2 separate regions of the Muntiacus reevesi genome follow, and region 1 is linked to region 2. The links are chromatin contacts, called in public Hi-C maps. All regions are on one chromosome and are shown on one strand. Each heading gives the region's core, a stretch centred on a gene start, on an enhancer-like site or on the middle of the called end of the contact. The rest is flanking DNA. Distances are from core to core; before and after follow the strand shown. Region 1 holds the start of PCM1 (pericentriolar material 1). Region 2 holds the start of FRG1 (FSHD region gene 1).

Region 1 (3,300 bases), core at 731-3,230, 170 kb after region 2:
GATTAAAAAAAAAAAAATCATTTTAGCCCATTTCACTGTGATGTACAGAATACCAAGTAGTATTTATAATCTAAAGTGTGCTCAGAAAATCAACGGAAAAGGAAAAATTCAATTAATCAATATTTTAAATTCAACGTACTTTCAACCTTTAGGAAAACAAAGCGATAAACAGGTTTAAATCCTCCAAACCTGAGTTTTGGTCTACCAAACAGCACTGCGATACCTTAATATCCACTTGGGAATACAATGAAATTATAATGTAAAAACACTATAATGCAATCATCATACAGATTTCTCCATCAATGTTAAAATCCACGCCAAAGATTACTCTTCAGATTGACCAAGTCATTAACTTCCAGTCACGCAAAACTATTCCAGAACTTTGCATTCCCGTTGATGAGAACATCTTTATTTAAAAGCTAGCTGCTTCATTAAAAAATAACCCTCTCACTACAGAAACGCAAGCTTTACATTTCAGTTCAAAAACTCAGAATTCTAATGGTTTCCAGCGGCTCTATCTGGAAGGTGTTAGGGAAAGAAAGGAGCAGGTGCTCCCGCAGCTTTACACCACCACCCACTCCAGTAACCAGAGAATAGCACAAGGCGGAGTCTGCAAGGCAGTTACGGGGCGGGGGTGGAAGGGGCGCCCAGAAACTCCGCTTCTTCCAGCGTCAAAACACGATCCGTCACCCGTAGAGCAGCCGCCACAGACCTCGCATTGGTCCAAAAAAAAAAAAAAAAAGAAAATTATTTTTCAGATAGGATGAGCTCTAGAGGAATGAGCCGCGGGGCTTAAAAGTTTGGAGGCCCCGCCTCCCCAGCGGGGCCTACGACCTAATCCCCAAACACTCGTTTCTGCAGAGCAAGCAACGTTCCTCGAATCCATTTGGCATTTAGTATTTCCCCCACCCCGCGGCCCATCCAAACTGGACCTGCAGTAAGGGATGGCGAAGGGGCGCCGCGGGAGGTCGGAGGGGAAGCGCGGTAAAATTAGCATTCGCCTCGCCAGTAGGAACCCCCAAGTCAGGAACGCCTCCCCCGGCCCTTCAGCTCTAAAAACGCCCGGGACGGCGTAAGTCCTGCTGCTCACGGCCCAACCCCAAAGTAGCATCGCTCCTCACCCGCTCTTCTCCACTCCAAATTCTGGAGCTCGAGAGCCCCACGGAACGGAATTTGGGGAGTAAGGTAGAAGAGGCGCAGATTATGGCCCACTAAGGCCCCTTGCTATGGAAAACGAGACCCCCCCCCCAAAACAAACCGTAGCCCCCACTCCACTTCCTCCACTCGCGAGGGACATTCCTGGAGCGCCCGAGTCCCCACGGCGGTCTCCTCCCCGGGGCCAGCAAGAGGGGCGGGGAGGCAAGCAGGGGGTCCTGCAGTCGCCGACGCGTCCCTAGATGCTCACCCCGAGATCAGCATCGCTCGGCCCGGGGGAAGGGGCAATCGGCCCGCCCAGAGGGACGGGAAGCAAGCAGCAAGGAGCCCCAGGAGCCCCACCAGGGGCGTGGGCCCGAGGCCAGGCTCTCCAGGATCAAGTGTCCCAGGGCCGTTGCTCTCCCGCCCCGGCGCCGCGCTGCCGTCGGTTGCCAAGGGCTGGGAACGCGCAGGCATTACCTGTAAACGAAGCAGCCGCTCCTGCCAAGGGCGGAGTAGCGGTCAGCCCCACCACGACCCGCCACCGGCAGCGGGCCGCCCTTAGAGACCGCAGCAGGGAGAAGCCCCAAGTTCCCAGGCTGCCTAAGGGCCCAATGGCCGCCTCCTCTACCTCAGCTCCTCAGCGCCAACCGCCGCAACCACCGCCATCTTAGGATCTCATTGTGGTGGGAGAAGAGGGGCGGGGGGACTGCAGAGGGGGCAACGCGCCGGGAGACATGCGCCGTCTCCTCGGCAACGACCGCGTGGGGGCGAAACTCGCCCTGGCGGGAGCCGCAGTGTGATCAACGCGCTAGACCGGAGTCATGTGACCCGCTGGAGTCGGTGGTGTCACCTCTCTCTCTGGAGCCCGGTGTCGAGTCCACAAACGAACCACCAGAAACTACATATCCCACAATGCCAACTCGCTCTCGGGGTACACGCGCCCGCTTGTTCGTCCCGAGGGATGTGACTACGAATCCCAGTATGCTCTGCGCTTCCGGCTTCTCCACGAGGAGGCGAGGCCTCTGAGGAAGTGGTTGGAGACCCGCCTTGGCAGATGGAAAAAGAGTGGAGGCGCGTTCCGGTTTTCCTTTGCGGGGGAGTGCCAGCCCCTGGAAGTGCCGGAAGAAGGAGAGAGACCAGAAACTGGGGTCGCTCTCCACCCGTTTGTGGGTCCGCAAGGGATGGAACCAAAAGGGCCTTTACAGTCTGGGCCTAATTTTACACCTGAGGAGATAAACCCACGCAAGTTTATTAGCCGAAATCGTCCAGTTGGTCAGTGGGAGCATCATCAGTCAGTAATTAATGCCAGCTTGAATTCATGCCTTGCTGGACTTAGAAGAGCCAGATGATTTTCATCTAAATTGAATCTCAAGAATGTTATCTGAAACTGTAGTTTCTGAATTTCCCTGTGTATATATTCTCTTCTCTCATCAGCGACCCTGTTAAGGTTAGTAGTATATTGACAGGTTCTCTCCTAAACCCCCCAAATGCGGTAAAGTGATAATTAATGTCTTTGATGTGGCTAACTGAAAGCTTTAAACACTGCTCAACTTTTCTTGCGTGCGAGAGCACTTTATTTTTCGACAGTTTGCAGTTGCGGGATAGTTTTGTTTTAAGCAAAATAAGCGTAGGAGGAATGAAGAAGACGCATCTGAGTTCCAAGAGCAAATTGTTCTCAGTCACCAATAAAAATTGTTCGCAAAACCGCTTAGTAGAACTGCATGTCAATAAATAATTCAGATAAATAAAGCCCTTCCTGCTACTGTAATTTGCAACTGAATCTAGGTTCAGTTTCAGTGCAGTGATCCTTGACACTTCGTCATACATTTTTAAGTACTTCTTTTACTATTTAGGTAGCAAAAACTTAGTCCCGGCCCTTTGAGAGGTATTTTATTGAATGATGCAGAAATAAGGTATGATGTAAATAAACTTTTTTTTATAAGAAAACGAAGTGCTATGGGAACTCACACCACCGATGGGATAATGGATTAGGTATTTACTCTAGCCCACTAAGACCTTGGGCAAGTTAACCTTTCTGAGCTTCAGTTGCCCCATCCATGAAATGAGGGACAAGAGTTAGTAACGTTGCCTACCTTGGAAGGCTTTTTTAATTTTTCCCCCTTAAGGTAATGTTAATTCTGTACTGGACACTGGTTCCAGCAT
Region 2 (3,366 bases), core at 96-2,595:
CCAGTGCAAAACAGAAGGGGGAAAGGGGGGGAAGCAGTGACAGATTTTATTTTCTTGGGCTCCAAAGTCACTACAGATGGTGATTGTAGCCACGAAATTACAAGACCCTTGCTCCTTGGAAGAAAAGCTATGACAAACCTAGACAGCATATTAAAAAAACAGAGATATCACTTTGCTGACAAATGTCTGTAGTCATGCACGGATGTGAGAGTTGGACCATAAAGGTTGAAGGCTGAAGAACTGATGCTTCCGAACCATGGTGTTGGAGAAGACTCTTGAGAGTCCCTTGGACAGCAAGGAGATCAAACAAGTCAATCCTAAAGGAAATCCACCCTGGATATTCATTGGAAGGAGTGTTGCTGAAGCTGAAGCCTCAATACTTTGGCCACCTGTTGCAAAGAGCCGACTCACTAGAAAAGACCCTGACACTGGAAAAGATTGAGGGCAAGAGGAGAAGGGGACAATAGAGGATGAGATGGTTAGATAGCACAATGACTCAATGGACATGAATTTGAGCAAACTTCGGGAGACAGTGGAGGAGAGAGGAGCCCTAGGTGCCACAGTACATTGGGTCACAGAGTGGGATAGGACTTAAGAGATTCAACAACAAAAACAGGGGGGATAATGATCAGCTGTTTCTTTGGAGAGATCACTTGGCACTACAGTAGATGGTAGGAAGGAAGAGACGATGGGATCAGGGATCCCATCAGGGATCAGGGAAGTAGATTATAAACTGCTGAAGAGATGGGAGCAGGGACTGAAGCTGTGGAAGCCTCTTAAGACCCACCCTCCGAATGCATTTGCTTTCCCTGTCTCCCGCCTGCCCATCTCCACCCAAAATCCTGCAACGCTGTGAAATCTTCCGCCCAAACGTTGATACTTATTGTCTTTTATTTTATTCCGTTTGTTTCCTCTGCATTACTCGAGTCTCCGTAAGTACGAACAGTACAATAAACGTTTACGGAATTGAGACGGCTTGTGAAGTCGCCCAAGGCCAAACAACGCGCCCTGTGTTACTCAACGCACCCGCCGCCCCGCCGCACACGCGGGCCCAGCCCTTGGCCTGCGGCGCAGTCAGGACCAGTCCACGGAGCCGCTTCCGGAGGGTAGATTGAGTCATCGCATCCCTAATCTAATTATCGCCTCCTCCCAAGACCTCGCAGGCGGACTCTGTCCAGAGCGGCTCTAGACATCCAGCTCGGCTGCGAGACCCGCCGCGTCCACCAGAGGGCGCGTCTCCCTGGCTTCGGAAACGCCCGTTCTCAGGGTGCCGCCAGAAAAAAAAAAAAAAAAAACGCGGACCTATTTCGGCCCTCTGCGGATGCCGTACCCAGGCTGTAAACAGGAAGTGGAATTCTATTTGGGAGTTGACGTTGGGGTGAAAAAAGGCCAGGGACTGGGAGGAGACGCGCCCACTCCGCTGGTGAGTACGTTTTCGGGGAGCTCGGGCCCAGTCTCCACTTTTGTGCCTCCCTCGCCCGCTCCCGCTCACGTGTTTTGCCACGACCATGGCCGAATACTCCTATGTGAAGTCCACCAAACTCGTGCTCAAGGGAACCAAGGCCAAGAGGTAAGGACGCGGGTTTGCGTGGGAGATTCTCGCCCTCTTTCTCGACTCCCCTCAGCCTTCCCCTCCCTGGGGCGGGTGTCCTGGGGCCGCTGGTAGCTGTCATTCAGGCTCCCAGCCCTTGGGCCTGGGCTCCTGCCGGGACGCACAGACGTTGCGCGCACCTGGGGGACCAGGAGCCACAACGTCGGATTTCCCTTGATGAACGCCCACCTCCAGACCTATGCTTGGTAGGACTGTGTTAGTCTGGTCGTGTGGGTTATAGTCTGGTAACTCCCTTTATTAGGGATAACTTTTCAACATGGCTTCACTGCCACCTTTAAAAAAATTATTTTTAATGCAATATGCAGATACGGATTTTGAAAAGGCTATGGGTTCAAACCTGGACTCCACCAGTTACTAATCTTGTGGCAGGTTCGTCAGTATCTTTGAGCTTCCTCTTGGGAGGGGATTAGTGATACTCCAAAAGGGTTGTTTTGAGGATTAAACGAGGTGATGTGTACAGTAAATAAGCAGAGCCAAACGCAAGGAAGAAGTTACCCTGGTGATTTATGAGCATGAGATTTTTTAGGAAAAGATATCTGCTCACTCATACCTACACCTCTTTTTTAACTGGTAGATTTGCTCAGGGTTGATCAATTTACACAAATGCTGAGCATTTCATCCTGCTCCCAGTGATAAGAGTTTTCGGTACTTTTAGATGGGATGGAAGGAAAGTGTCAAGAAGCAAACTGAAGCCACTACTCTTTAGAACTCTGCCTAGGGGTCTGGGATTAAGAATTTATCCTGAATACATGTGAAACTGTTACTGTCTGAATTCATAGGAGGGAGGAGAGAGTTAGCTTCTGAAAGCTTATTTTGTGGTGAAAATGCAAACAAGTTTGTCTTATAATCATTATAACTATCAATATAATTAACACATGTAGCATTTCATATGTACCCAAAACTGTTGTAAACAATGCCTGTTAACTTTTTTTAAAGTCGCTCGGGTTTTTTATTGTTGAGATAAACTACATATACTATAAAGTTCGCCCTTTTAAAGTAGAATTCAGTGGGTTTTAGTATATTCACAAGGCTCAACACTGTTGAGTTGCTGAACATTTTCATCCTCTCAGAAGGAAGCCCACCATCATTAGCAGTCACTCCACATTCTGCTCATCCCCTAATCCCTGGCAACCACTAATCCACCTTTTGTCTGTATCAGTTTGCCTCATAAACAAATATTCCATATAAATGGAATCATACAATATGCAGGGTCGGACACGACTGAACGACTGAACGATACAATATGCAGCCTTTTGTATCTGGCTTCTTTTACCTAGGATAACATTCTCAAGATTCATCTATGTTGTATCAGTACTCATTCCTTTTATGGCTGAATAATATTCCATTAAGGACTTCCCAGGTTGGGAAAGACTAGAGATCTCTTCAAGAAAATTAGAGATACCAGGGGAACATTTCATGCAAAGATGGGCTCGATAAAGGACAGAAATGATATGGATCTAACAGAAGCAGAAGATATTAAGAAGAGGTGGCAAGAATACACAGAAGAACTGTACAAAGAAGATCTTCACGACCCAGATAATCACAATGGTGTGATCACTCACCTAGAGCCAGACATCCTGGAATGTGAAGTCAAGTGGGCCTTAGGAAGCATCATTATGAACAAAGCTAGTGGAGGTGATGGAATTCCAGTTGGGCTGTTTCAAATCCTGAAAGATGATGCTGTGAAAGTGCTGCACTCAATATGCCAGCAAATTTGGAAAACTCAGCAGTGGCCACAGGACTAGAAAAGCTCA

The links. A called contact is a pair of places that touch in the nucleus more often than the background predicts.
Region 1: a Hi-C map of blood shows a contact between it and region 2, with 5 times the contacts expected there. The contact joins the promoter of PCM1 here to the promoter of FRG1 in region 2. A contact is called at or near these places in 2 of 3 Hi-C or Micro-C datasets (blood and muscle).

Annotation. Positions count from the first base shown.
Region 1 is chr10:60,928,344-60,931,643 of mMunRee1.1, forward strand. PCM1 (pericentriolar material 1) reads right to left here and starts at 1,981. Exons shown (of 41, transcript XM_065947344.1): 1 at 1,615-1,981.
Region 2 is chr10:60,756,548-60,759,913 of mMunRee1.1, forward strand. It overlaps FRG1 (FSHD region gene 1), which reads left to right and starts at 1,346. Exons shown (of 9, transcript XM_065947447.1): 1 at 1,346-1,570. The coding sequence starts at 1,509.